Regions from separate parts of the Bos taurus genome. Here region 1 is linked to region 2. The links are chromatin contacts, called in public Hi-C maps. All regions are on one chromosome and are shown on one strand. The core of a region is the stretch at or near the end of the contact, and the rest is flanking DNA. Distances in the headings are between cores, read along the strand shown. Region 1 holds the start of GSG1 (germ cell associated 1). Region 2 overlaps EMP1 (epithelial membrane protein 1).

Region 1 (6,411 bases), core at 1,909-4,408, 130 kb after region 2:
TCTTGATCCCTGTCTCCTGTACAATGTCATGAACCTCCATCCTTAGTTCATCAGGCACTCTATCTATTGGATCTAGTCCCTTAAATCTATTTCTCACTTCCACTGTATAATCATAGGGGATTTATTGTCCGACTTTTCAGTTTTGCCAATCTGACAAATAAGAAATGATTTTCTTGTAGTTTTAATCGACCTGACTCTTACAATAAATGAAGTTGAACATCTTTTCATGTATTTAGGGCCATTTATATGTCTCTTTTTGTGCCTTGCCTGTTTCTGAATTTTGCCAGTTTTTCTATAGGAATTTTGGCCATTTTCCTTCCTTAATTTTTATAATTTCTTCTATATATTAGGGTTATTAATCTTTTATCTGTCATATATATTACAGATATCTTCTCCCAGTTTGTTTTTTATTTTGTTTATCGTGATTTTTGCCATGAAGTTTGTTTTGTTTTTCAGTGTAGTCAAATCCATCTTTTATCTACTAGCTATATTTTTAGGCATAGTTAGAAAGCCTGGTAGCTCAGGCAGTAAAGAATCTGTATGTAACACGGGAGACCCAGGTTAGATCCCTGGGTCAAGAAGATCCCCTGGAGGAGGAAATGGTAACCCACTCCAGTATTCTTGCCCACAGAATCCATGGACAGAAGAGCCCGGTGGGCTCGCAAAGTCCATGGGGTCACAAAGAGTCAGACAGGACTGAGCAACTAACACTTTCACTTTTCAGAAAGCCTTTATTTACATCTAAGTTGTAGAGAAATTTACCCATGCTTTCTTCTGGTATTTGTATAATTCATTTTTGCATTCAGATCTCTAGTTCATTTGGAGTTTGTTTTTATATATGGTATAAAAATGGATATACTTTATATTTTTCTAAATGGCTATCAGTTTGTGGCAACACTATTTGTTAGAAGATCATCTTTGCCCTGATGATTACAGACATCAGCCTTGTCAGATGCTGGGTGTTTATTTGTAGCTGTGCTTATTTCTGGACTTTCTCTTCTCTTCCACCGGTCTGTTTATCTAGCCAGGCACCAGTCAGTACCACGTTATTTTAAGTGTAGAAGCTTTGTAGCATGCCATATGTTCGGGCTAATCCCCCTCTGACATATTAAAGCATGCTATAAAGTCTAATGGCAAGGTAGTAGAGAATCTGCCTGCCAGTGCAATTCAGGAGATGCAGAAGACATAGGCTCAGTCCCTGGGTCTGGAAAATCCCCTGGAGGAGGAAATGGCAGCCCACCCCCATATTCTTGCCTGGAGAACTCCATGGACAGAGGAGGCTGGCAGGCTACAGTCTAAGGAGTCACAAAAAGTTGGTGCGACTGAGCACACACACACAATCCCCCCTCTGAGCTCTTTCTTTCCAGTGTTTTCCTAGCTAGTCTCGTGCATTTATTTTCCCATAGGAATTTAATATCAATCTGTCTTGCTCTTTTTAAATGCTCCTTGGTATTTGTATCAGGGTTCCATTAAATTTATAAATTAACTTAGGGAGACCTGACATCTTGATCAAATTGATATGTGCCAAGAACAAGGCGTATTATTCCTTTTGTTCAAGTTATTGCTACTTTTAGATCTGATGTTTTATCTTGGACATTCCCTTAGCTATCAGTCCATTCAACAAAATAATATGTTGAGCAGCTATTACACCCTTAGCACTATATTAAGCACAATAGAAATAAAGAAGTAGGTTCTGTCCTCCAGCAGCTTAGAATTTCATAAGCGAGATGGGCTAACATTCCTGAAACAAAGCAAGCAGTGTGAGAGCCTGTGGAAGAAAGCCCCCTATAGCACAGTGAGACCATCCATGCAATGCAGGCTCTGAGGGTGGGCAGAGAAATGATGGCTAGAATAACAGGGCAAGACTCTGGATGGAATTTAGGGTGGGATCATACGCCCTGAAGGTCATGTAGGACTTAGGTGGGGTGACAGGAAGAAGAAGGAATCTCAGTGAGGGATACCAAGGTGAAAGCTCAGAGGTGGACCAAGCTGGACACTGCACAGGGCAGAAAGCCCCCAGCCGGACCCTTAGTCGGAAAACACTCTTCAAGCCTCAGTGTTAACAGCTCCAATCCTCATTATGTACTTATTAAAATAACATTAGTGAATATCTACTAGTTTCTTAGTTCTTTTGAGTGCTAATTTCTGTCCATCATGACCTTCTCTGGGGATACTCCAGAGCTGAGCTATCCAGTAGCTACCAAGCTCTTTAAGCCCTTGGAGGAGTGCAACTGCGGCACTGGATTTCTAATTTTATTTCATTTCAATTTACATTTTAAAAATGGAAGCAGGATTTCCATGGTGGTCCAGTGGTTAAGAATCTGCTTGCCAATGGAGGGGACACAGTTTCCATCCCTGGTCCCAGAAGATCCCACATGGCGCAGAGCAACTAAGCCTGTGCACCACAGCTACTGAGCCCGAGCTCTGGAACCCACGAGCCACAACTGCTAAGCCATGTGCCCGAGAGCCTGTGCTCTGCCACAAGAGAAGCCATGGCAATGAGAAGCCCACGTACTGCAACTAGAGAGCAGCCCCCACTTGCCACAACTCGAGAAAGCCCACCAGCAGCAACGAAGCCCCAACACAACCATAAATAAAATAATATTTTTTAATAGAAGCTCCTAAATCCTCGTTATGTACTTATTAAAATAGCAAACTAGTCTAAATGAACTAGAACATTTACTAGCGTACTTTTTCCATTGGACTCAACTTTATTGTTTGAGGGAGGCCTGCCTTTGACATCAACAACAGCACTGCATAAAATATCATTGTTAGATTGTAGTGTGTGTCTCAATTTTACTTTTTTTTTTAATGTGGCTACTGGGAAAATTTAAATTACATCTGTGGCTCATATCGCATTTCTCTTGGACAGCACTGGTCTAAGGTCTTACAGCCCTGTGAGGGCTGGTCAGTGTCCCATGGGAGCCATTCCCAACTTTCAGAAGCTGATAGTTTACTAAGATGCCCAGGTGATTCTTATGCACAGCAATAAAAGCATAAGATCTGGAGGACACAAGAGACATGCTGGCCTCTGGGCGGTAACCCCAGAGTGGCCCCAGTCCTTCTGAGGGTGGGGGCAGGAGGCAGAGTGAGCGGCAGGGAGACCCCTGCCTGCCACTGTGATGTCACAGAGGCAGCCTCCTGGGTCAGCCAGCCCCACCCCAGCGTGTCCTGGTTATGAGAGGACACCCTCTCCAGCCTACCTCATACCACCTGACCCCTCTGCTGGCAAGAGGGGCTCTGATTCATCTTCACACTCAAGGTTCATCCCATGCAACCAATTAAGACATAACAGAAGAAACACTGAAACCCCTCTGCCTCATAACTTCAAAAGTGAATGAGCAATTCCTCTCAGCTGATTCAAAATGTTTGTCTCACCCAGAAGGTAGGTACCTTAAATTTTGAAATCTCATGACTATCTCATGTGTAGTCCCCTTACTATTGGATGTGTAATATGGGTTATACAAACTCATCGTAAGGAGCTTGAGAACACTCGGTAGGATTATCTGAAATGGAGTAAAAATGTGTTACTTGAGCCCAGTTTTTTTTGATAAACCCAGTGATGGCCCTACCTTGGCCTCTTGTTCTTTCATCATCTATTAAAACTTCCATTTCTTCCTCCTTTGTCTCTTATCACACCTTTCCTCTGCTCCCAGGGCAGCTTAATGCCTTCTAGGTCTTTTTTCCCTCTCCATCTGTATGATTTCTACTACAAAATCTAGTCCCTGGCAAAGGCCCAGTGGCACGGAAGTGATAGCAGTGATAAACTATCACTCCAGTGAACTGAAAGAGATGCTGAGGCATTCCCATGACCAGCTCCAATCCAAAATCTGCTGGAACTAAGAAAGGACGGCACAATCTTGGGCTCTTCCCGGTCTCAGAATCTGCAGAGACACTTCCAGACCCAGAAAGACACTCACAGCCAACAAAGATATCTTGGCTTGTTTAGTGGAGAAGGCACATCTGGAAGTGACTTGCCTTCCATTTTGAGAAAGTTGGCAACTCCCAACTTGCAGCTCACAGGGTTACTAAAAACAAACAAACAAAAAAAATGATGTTCACTCTCCTATATCTTACCTTTCGCAGGGGAGAAAAATGAAACTTACAATTAGCTTGAGAAATAAAATACACACACACAGAGCAATGTGGTGCGCTGTTTATGGGCTGGAAGTGAGAGATATCTGAAGAAAAGGAGTTTCTTAAAAAAAAAAAAAAAAAAGACACTTCTGGAGCCTCAGAAAAGAGCTCACAGTTCTGAAGAACCACCAGATTATTGGGCTCAGCCCACTTCCCTGGTTCAGAATCTCCCTAAGCGATTATATCATGAATAGGCCAACCCTCAGAAGTGAATACAGCTAGGACTAGCCGTAGTGGAAAAAAAAAATTTATTGGTTTACGAGGAGAGATACAGAGGAAATGATGGGAGAGTCCGTTTATCAGTATACACCTGTGAAGTTTAAAGGAGGCAATCTGTTGCCTCATTCTGAGTGCGCTTTCATAACTGGGCCACGGGTAAGGGTGACCAGGCTTCGCCTTGACCGAGGGGCGGCCTGGCCTTGACTCAGGTGGTTTCCAAGTTGACTCTGCGATTACGAGCGTGTGGCCTTGAGACACTGGGGTTCTGACTTCTCCGGGTAGTGAGGATTAAACGTCCGTGGCTGCTAAGTCGCTTCAGTCGTATCCGACTCTGTGCGACCCCATAGACGGCAGCCTACCAGGCTCCGCCGTCCCTGGGATTCTCCAGGCAAGAACTGCCAAACCGTCTAGGAGAGGGACGGCGTAACCGAGGAGGACAACTCTCTTTAATTCGCCTCCGAGAAAACAGTCGCTCAAGGAGGTTAGGGAACTTGGCCAAAATCTTTAGAGTCATGGGGTGGGGCAGGGACTAGAATTCAGATCTGCTGTGGGTTGGTGGCCTCGAAGTTCCGTCTCTCGGACCCACGAAATGAGGCAGAGACAAGACCTTTCTGCAGAACAGGAGCCGGGGCGTACCTTTAGGGGGAGGGGGCAGGGTGCGCGGAGACCTTAGACTTGGGTTTCAGCTCCTCCCGACCCTCTGCCCACCGGCTCGTGAGCGGAATTCAGGGGGATGAACGGGGATCTCCGCACTCCCTCTGCCCACCCCGCCTGGGAGGACCCTCGGGACGCCGTCCCCGTCCCCCCAGGAAGATAGAGAGGCCCCGGGCGGGGAGCCCCACCCGCTCGGGACATCCCGGCGCTCCGCCGCTGGGCTGGGCCTAGCCAAACGATTCAAAACAGGCTCCAAGCGTCACCTTGGCAACGCTCTCCCGTTGCTAGGCGACCGGGCGCCGTAGTAAACCGAGGGCGGGCGTGTTACTAGCGGATGGGAGGAGGCCCGCGGGAACTAACCCGACGTTCCGGCTCTGCGACTGCCGGGGGAAGTCGGGGGAGAGGGCAGAGAAGGAAGGGACGGGGTGGGGCGCGCATGCCGGATGCAAACGGGGCACCCCTTGAGAGGCCACTCCCGTTAGGCCCCTGCCCCGCCAGTCTGTGCCCGACACCCCACCACCCCCGCCCCGCCCCAGCAGTCCCCCGAGAGCTCCGTCACCCCCGCGTGAGCGATTGCCCCACAGGATGCCCAGATGGGACTACCCCTCTGATTCACTCCAGCTGCTGGAGGCATGAAAGAAGGCGGCTTCCTCTCCTGGAAATGACTGCATTCGCAAAAGCCCTCAAACAATTCCATTAAAAAGAGGAACGGGAAAAGCCACAGAGAGGAGAGCCCCCGCAAATGATTTTCTTTGGCCCTCCCCACTGCACAGAAGTAGGTGTTCCCAGAACTCGGGACCCGTATTAGGAAAACTGGAGTCCTTTTCTTATTCTGTGAGTGTCTGGGCCCATGTGAACATAAAGCATGATTACATTAGGAATTAACCTGAAGCTGGGAAACCCCAGAGCTCAATGTCCTGTAGTGGCTTTAGTATTTTGGACACTCGGCATGGGCATTTTAGTGATGTTAGACTTCCCATTAGGGCTGGGAAGCGGATATCAAAATGTCCTGAGCCAACGTTGCTAATCATCCTTAGTAAATGTGTCATGTGTGAGGCATTGAAGTAATAATTGTAATAAAGGCTACAGAACCTCAGAACTTTGGACATTCGCGATCTACCATCCGAAAGGGCTCCAACCAGGAGGGAATCACAGGGCTTGGGAAAGGACATAACATTTCCAGACTGTCACTGGCTTATGAACAATCTGATTGTACCCCGGTCTCTGTGAACTGAAGATAATACTTGCTTGTGAGATCACTGCTGTTTTCTGGGCTTGGCGCGTCAAACAGCAGGAATGTTTCCACAGGTGGGAGGAAGCGTATTGGCACAGGGTCTGTTTGATGAAACTCAGGGTGCTCCTGTGTAGAAAGGCCTAGGGTGTGTCTGTGGACCCTCTTTG
Region 2 (6,743 bases), core at 2,413-4,912:
GCAGTTTCACTGCTCCTAGTGCTCAGCTGTTCAAGCCACTGAGAGCCCCCAGGGTAAGATCTACAGGAAAGCTTTTTCTGAGTAAGCTGATACTCACAGCACACCAGCATGGTGGCCCCGGAGAGGAAGAAGCGGTTGCCTTTCTCCATGGTGAAGAGCTGGAACACGAAGACCACGAGGGAGATGACGGAGAAGATGATAGACAGGATCATGAAGGCCTGCACAGCCTTGAGGGCATCTGTGGACAGAGGGCAGGGGGAGTGAGGATGTCAGGCTACCCAGTCCCCAAGGGGCTGGCCATTCCTCAAGGGCACTGGGTACAATATCTTGGCACGTACCTTCACCAGCGTAGGAAAGGTTGTCACCACAGCCACCAGAGGTACAGTTTTTCCAAAGACCTACTGATCCTGTTCCCAAATCTGACACCACCCAGACCTGAAATCAAAAAGACATAAAGGAACTCTTCTCAGTACTCTGTTAGGTGGGAAAAGAATCTGAAAAAGAGTGGATATATGTATATGTATAGCTGATTAGCTCTGCTGTACACCTCAAGCTAACACAACATGGTAAATCAACTACAGTCCAATTTAAAAAAAAAAGAAATTTAAAAAACTGTTTAAAAACTAACTCCCTGGCTTGAAAGAAAAAGAAACAATCATCAACTTGTGTCTAGACTAAATCTTATGGAAGATGCCATATTTAGCCATAAACACGGCTAAGAAGCTCATTTCTAGGTGGAAATAACGTCTTGCTAAAACTGAAGTCGCAGAGGTCCCAAGAAAAAAAGAGAAAGAAGAATGTACGACCGAGGAGAAGTTACCTCACTCTCTGGACTTCACATCTCTCATTACTTAAAAAAGAAAGATTTAATTCAACCATTGGGTTTTTTGGGTTTTTTTTTTTAAATCATTCTAAGGCTCTAAGAAACGGAAACCCTGCGTGAGGAAATTGATTTTAAAGATGTACAATTCATACACCCTACCAAGACTGTTTCCAATAAAGGGCCTGGCAAAGAAGGTGAAAAAAGCTAAGGAAAAAATGATCAACTGGAAAAAAAGGAAGAAACATAAAGGCAGCAAAGAAAACAGCCTTGAGACTGGGAGATCAATAAGCCACGTTCATCTAAATAGAAGGATAAACCTTGATTGCCACAACATGAAAAGTAATTTCATAATAACATAGTCCAGTCAGAGCTATCCTGTGGGGGTAGCTGAAAGTAGAAAAACGACCCAATATGTATTCACCGAGGCTCACCACAGTGCCAGCGCCCCCTCCTTCCAGGCCCAAGAGAAACAGTTATCCTTCTGGGATGAAAAGCAAACGCCCAGCCCTGTCCACACAGAGTGTCTGTTCATGTGGGTTACTGGAAAAGCAGGGCCAGGATGTCCAATCGCCTGCCTGTTCTTGACTTAATAAGCAGCTGTGTGTTCAGCCCCATGTTAGAGGCTGATAATTCAGATTTCAGCACTGGGCATCCATTAAAACAGTTTGAAGCCATTTACTGGACCTGGTAAACTGAGAGACTCGGTGGTGGGGGAGGGGGTTGTACAGAACACTAAATTCAAGTTTGGAGGAGTCCACACGGCGAGGGGTCTGTCATCACAGTGATGTCTCACTGATTCTTGTTTATAATCGTACCCACCGATGCTGGTAAAACTCTTCTCTCTGAAATTTAAAACCCATTATCCTTCAACTGTAACAAGGACCCACAGAGATTCCGGGATCATATCTGTTTATCTAGTGATGCATGGCCTTGGTTTTTAGGTCCAAGGAGTTGTCTTGTTTTTGTTTTTTCCGAGAAAAGCAAACTGGACTCTGCAAACTACCACTAGAGGTCAGAGTAGCCCCAGATTCAGAGAGCAGAGCCTATGGCTTACTCTGTATTTTTAGTCTTTTTTTTTTTTTTTTAGTTAATTCAGGCAAACGTGGTTAATCTTGCATAATTGCACTCTCACATGCTACTCTCTGCTCAAAACTTGTATTTGTTGGTCGGACCACCAAAGCATCTCATCATCTCACTCCCATTTCTCCTTCTAATCAAGGTTCGCAGAAGGAAGTTTGGCCTGCCGCATGGTGTCTTCATTACGTCCTGAACAAAGCCTGTCCCTCCCACCTGTACTCCCTGGCTGGGCACACCTCCTGGAATGCTTCCCAAGTTCCTTTCACTCTGCATCTCTAGCAGAGAGAAACCCCACCCATCTACCCATCCTCCAAGCTCCACCTCCCCTGAGAAGCCTCACTGTATTCTCCAACCTGGCGAGATCATTCATTTAGACACTTGTTATTAATATTTAGTTGTTTGAAGTGCAAGTATGTGTTTAATTTTTTCCACAACTAAGCTGTAAATTCACAATGGCTTAAACATCTTTTGTAGCACTTAGTGTAAATATTCAAATAACTTCCAAATGAATGAATGAACAGAAGAACAGGACTCACGTTGGCAATGGTAGAAACGAATAACATGATGACGGTGGCAATGTGGACCACAAAGATACTCGCCAGTAACACCAGCATCTTGGCTTTTCTATGGCTTGAGGGTGAAGAGAGCTCTGAAAAGAAAGGAGAACACGAAAGACAAAGGAGAGGTTACTCTCATTCAATGCGTTATTTCAGCTTTCCCAGGTGGGTGGGTTCTCTGCTGAAATCAAGAGGAGTTACAGTAAAAATCATCATGATTCCATAAATTCCTGCCAACACCTAATTAGTTAGCCCAGTTCCCCAAGTGCCTGTTCATCTGTTTACATAGATCTAAACAGAAAGAAAATTCTACCTCAGATATTTATATATTCATCCCTCTAATACAGCCTGTTTCAAAACAGGAAAAATTTTATGGTAACTGTTATTATTTTGTTTGCATTGTACAGGTCAAAAGTAGGATTTTGGTTTTTTAAAGGCCTTTCACAGCTGTCATTTCAGGTCTCTATGCAACAATGTCATATAAATTTGCATTTTCCATTAGGGAAGTTGTCCACACTTCTATCAAACTGCTCACCCAGCGATTTTAATTGAAGCGGATGCCTTCCTAAGACTGGCAGCTATTACTCAATGCCCAGAGACCAAATGGGCTACTAATTTGATCCCGTATGAAATATAAAATGTGAGAGCCACAACTTCCACTATAATAATGCTGTTGGATATTCAATAGTTATAACAACCCAATTACAGTTTAATGGTCTGATCATCTACCAGTGGAATATTTAAGACTTGTGTTGCACCTGAGTCTTTGGGCTACATCATGGCAGGGACTCTGCTTTTGGTCTGGGGGCAGAGGATTATATTTCCTACGACTCAGTATGACAGTTCTGAGGGCTGGATGCAGCGGGAGGGATCAAACGTGCCTTTGGCTTGTGTGTGACATTTACCCAAATGCCAATCCTTCTGGACTCAGTACAGCCCATCAGCAGATGCATCCATCACACGGTGGATGGGAGGATGGGGAACTAACAGATTAAGAATGTGCATGGGTAAATGGAAGCATTCAGTCATCATCTCAGCAGAAGTGAAGAGGGGAGCCCATGGATCATCAAGCCTAGAATAGAGGAAGTGTGAAGGATGCATGAGGGGGCGGCCACTTTGATTGATGACAGTGGCAGGAATGCTTTGTCACACCCAAGACAGTTAAGAGGCGGTGCAGGCTTGCTGGAACTTCAGAAGGAAAGGGCTCATGTTACTCACACCCTAGGGAGGGTGGATGTGTGGCTGTCCCCTCCCAGGGAGGAGATGGCTGTGCACATCCAGTAACTGTGTCCCATTTCTCTCTCTCTCCCTCCACCTCATTTAATTAAAGCTTTGAGCTTGAGTCCCTTCCACTTCAGACAGGGTACTTATTGGAGAGCGTGGATATGACCATTGCAACACTTCCAGTGCTTTTGATCTGTCCCTTTCCTCATCAGGCACTCCAAATCCAGAATGATCTACTGTACCCTGGTGGGGGGAAGGAGGAGGTTGCTGTTGACAAGCCAAGAATGAAAGGCAGACACTGGCCTCCACTGCCCACCCTGACCCATTCCAACCGCTCCCACCCTCCTTCGCCATCTAAGCACTTCCCTACCACCCAGACTCTTTCTGTAGAAATTTCTCCAATTGTGAATGATCAAAATGATGATGTTTACTGCTTGGCTTCAGGACAGAGCTTAGAGCTTTCGTGCCTGTTATTCATAATCTCCCCATACATTCCGGTGCATTTTTGCTTTTCTCAGATCCTTGCACACCTCCTAAATCACACCTCCTCAATTTTCTGCTTGACTTTAATGCACAGTGAAAGGAGATTTTTGAATTAGACACAGGTCGAGTTAGAATCACATAAAGTTGTTGGACCTCCAGGTGTCAGTTCCCTCCTATGGAAGGTGGGGGTTGCAATGCTCATCGTACAGTGTTACATTTAATCCTAGACGGAGAATTCCCAACACAGTGCTTGGGCTTGGCAGATACTAATGGGGTTACTGTTACTGTTATTGTTATTGCTATTATATGAAACTGAGCAGCAACTGAGTCATCCATTCACCAGGCTGCCCCATGTGAAGCAATAGGATACCTGCTGTTGGGGTCACAGGGCAGTGTGAATAAAATCATTTTGCTCCCCTTAGAAATTATCTCTACACCTAATCCTTGCTCCTTGCAGGGAGGGACCACTAAGGACCACCCTTGGGGATGAAGAGGAGAAACTGACTCTTCCCATCCCTGTGTTGGTCACCCTCCCCACTCCCCCCAGACTCACACCATCACTAGATCCTGATCTCACCCCTTACAGGGAAGGGAACAGGCCTGAATTAATTCTCTGAATGCAGGAAATTAAAACATTATATAACGAGATTGTGCTTAATCCTCCTTGGGCTATAGAAATGACTTTTTTTTTTTTTTTTCCTTTGCTTTTAATTGACAAACATCCTGCTCCTAATAGGGGTTGAGGGGCCAGAGACGGAATACAGTACACCAAGCAAGGCCTCCTATATGAGGTCAAGGAGAATGTTAGGAGTTTCCTCTCTGACACACTGCTGGGGATCCAGCAGAATTCTCTGTCTCCTTAGACTGCTCTGTAACCCTCCAGTGTTGAGCCTGATTCTTTTTGCCCCTGCTCACACTCTCCATTTTGATCATTTGAACATTCATGCTTTCCAAATACCCTGCTCATCCCCCTTGGCTAGTCTACTGCCTCACCACCACCTCCATCACTCCACATACACGAGTTTTCCTGCCCACCAGTTCTCACTTCTTATCTAAAACCACAGCCCCACCTGATCACTATTCCCCTGTGAGGTTCAGGCAGGAGTGGGTGAGGAGATCAAGCAAGATAGCAATTTTCTTTCAGGGTATTTAGATTTCTGTAATCGCACCATGGTTTTTCCAATAGCCACATATGGATGTGAGAGTTGGAACATGAAAGCTGAACACTGAAGAACTGATGCTTTTGAACTGTGGTGTTGGAGAAGACTCTTGAGAGTCCCTTGGACAGCAAGGAGATCAAACCAGTCAATCTTAAAGGAAATCAGTCCTGAATATTCATTGGAAGGACTGATGCTGAAGCTGAAGTTCCAATACTTTGGCCACCTGATGCAAAGAACTGACTCATCGGAAAAGACCCTGATGCTGGGACAGATTGAAGGCAGGAGGAGAAGGGGACAACAGAAGACAAGATGGTTAGATGTTATCACCCACTTGATGGACATGAGTTTGAGTAAGCTCCAAGAGTTGGTGACAGACAGGGAAGCCTGGCAAGCTGCAGTCCATGGGGTCGCAGAGAGTCAGATATGACTGAGAGACTGAACTGAACTGAATCACACTATATCTTTCCACCAAAAAAAGGAGCAAAATACCTTGAATTAGCAAGTGTTCTTAGTGCACAGAACACACAATTCTATCTGCTTTTGGCTGTTGTATCCAGCCAGAAGTAGAAGCTGTTTACTGGAGCTATCACATAACACAGGTAGTAGCTTCTCCATCTTTTCACTGCCTGAAATCTGTCAGGTTTTATTGGGATCATCCATTGCCAGCTTAGAAGGGCTTCCTTGAATTTCAGTAGCCCTCCCCAACACATTTGGAAGCAGAATGAACTACCTTCTTAAATGTCTATCCCTATACTATAGGTTGCCCCCTCCCAGCAGAGAAACTCCAAGATAGGAAGATGGGAGGTAATTCTTAAGATCTTTAGGGACCAGCATGTGTGTGTGCTCAGTCGTGTCTGACTCTTTGTGATCCTATGGACTGTAGCCCGCCAGGCTCCTCTGTCCATGGGAATTCTCCAGGCAAACATACTGAAATGGGTTGCCCTTTCCTCCTCCAAGGGATCTTCCCAACTGGAGAATGGAACTCTTGCATCTCCTGCATTGGCAGGTAGATTCTTTACCATTGAGCCGCCTGGGAAGTCCACATACTTAACAGGTGAGGGGAGACCTATCAAATTGGAGAGCAGTTTGGGTAGAGATAATAGAGGACCCAGTGCTCTTGAGACATCTACCCACCCATCACATGCAGGGCCACTTTCTGAGAGCCTCATTCCCTGCCCTCGTGTGAATCTTGCTTCATATGAAAGTACTGAAAAGAGACCACTTCCGAGCATTTATATCTTTGGAAGTATTGGCTGCTACAACTTTCTGTCCTGGCAGTAGGTTTCACTAAAGCTGTCATTGATTTCTCTCTCTGAGCTCTTCAAAATGCTATGGACACATCTGCGTGTTGCTCTATTGGTGACAACAATTGACAACAATACTCATAAAACATAACTGTTCTTGAGTAATAATTATCAA

Evidence for each region. Hi-C and Micro-C count contacts between places; a contact is called where the count stands out from the background.
Region 1: a Hi-C map of an unstated tissue shows a contact between it and region 2, with 6 times the contacts expected there. The contact joins the promoter of GSG1 here to the enhancer-like site in region 2. A contact is called at or near these places in 2 of 11 Hi-C or Micro-C datasets (skeletal muscle and an unstated tissue).

What each region holds. Positions count from the first base shown.
Region 1 is chr5:96,763,132-96,769,542 of ARS-UCD2.0, forward strand. It overlaps GSG1 (germ cell associated 1), which reads left to right and starts at 3,159. Exons shown (of 6, transcript NM_001428283.1): 1 at 3,159-3,385. The coding sequence starts at 3,338.
Region 2 is chr5:96,635,284-96,642,026 of ARS-UCD2.0, forward strand. It overlaps EMP1 (epithelial membrane protein 1), which reads right to left. Exons shown (of 6, transcript XM_010805480.4): 3 at 2,437-2,549; 4 at 339-435; 5 at 98-238. The coding sequence starts at 2,514. Among named protein-coding and RNA genes, the nearest start is that of EMP1, 15 kb to the right of the region's middle. Within about 2 kb of position 3,663, at least 9 of the 102 cell types and tissues checked have an H3K27ac peak or open chromatin away from gene starts, as enhancers often do.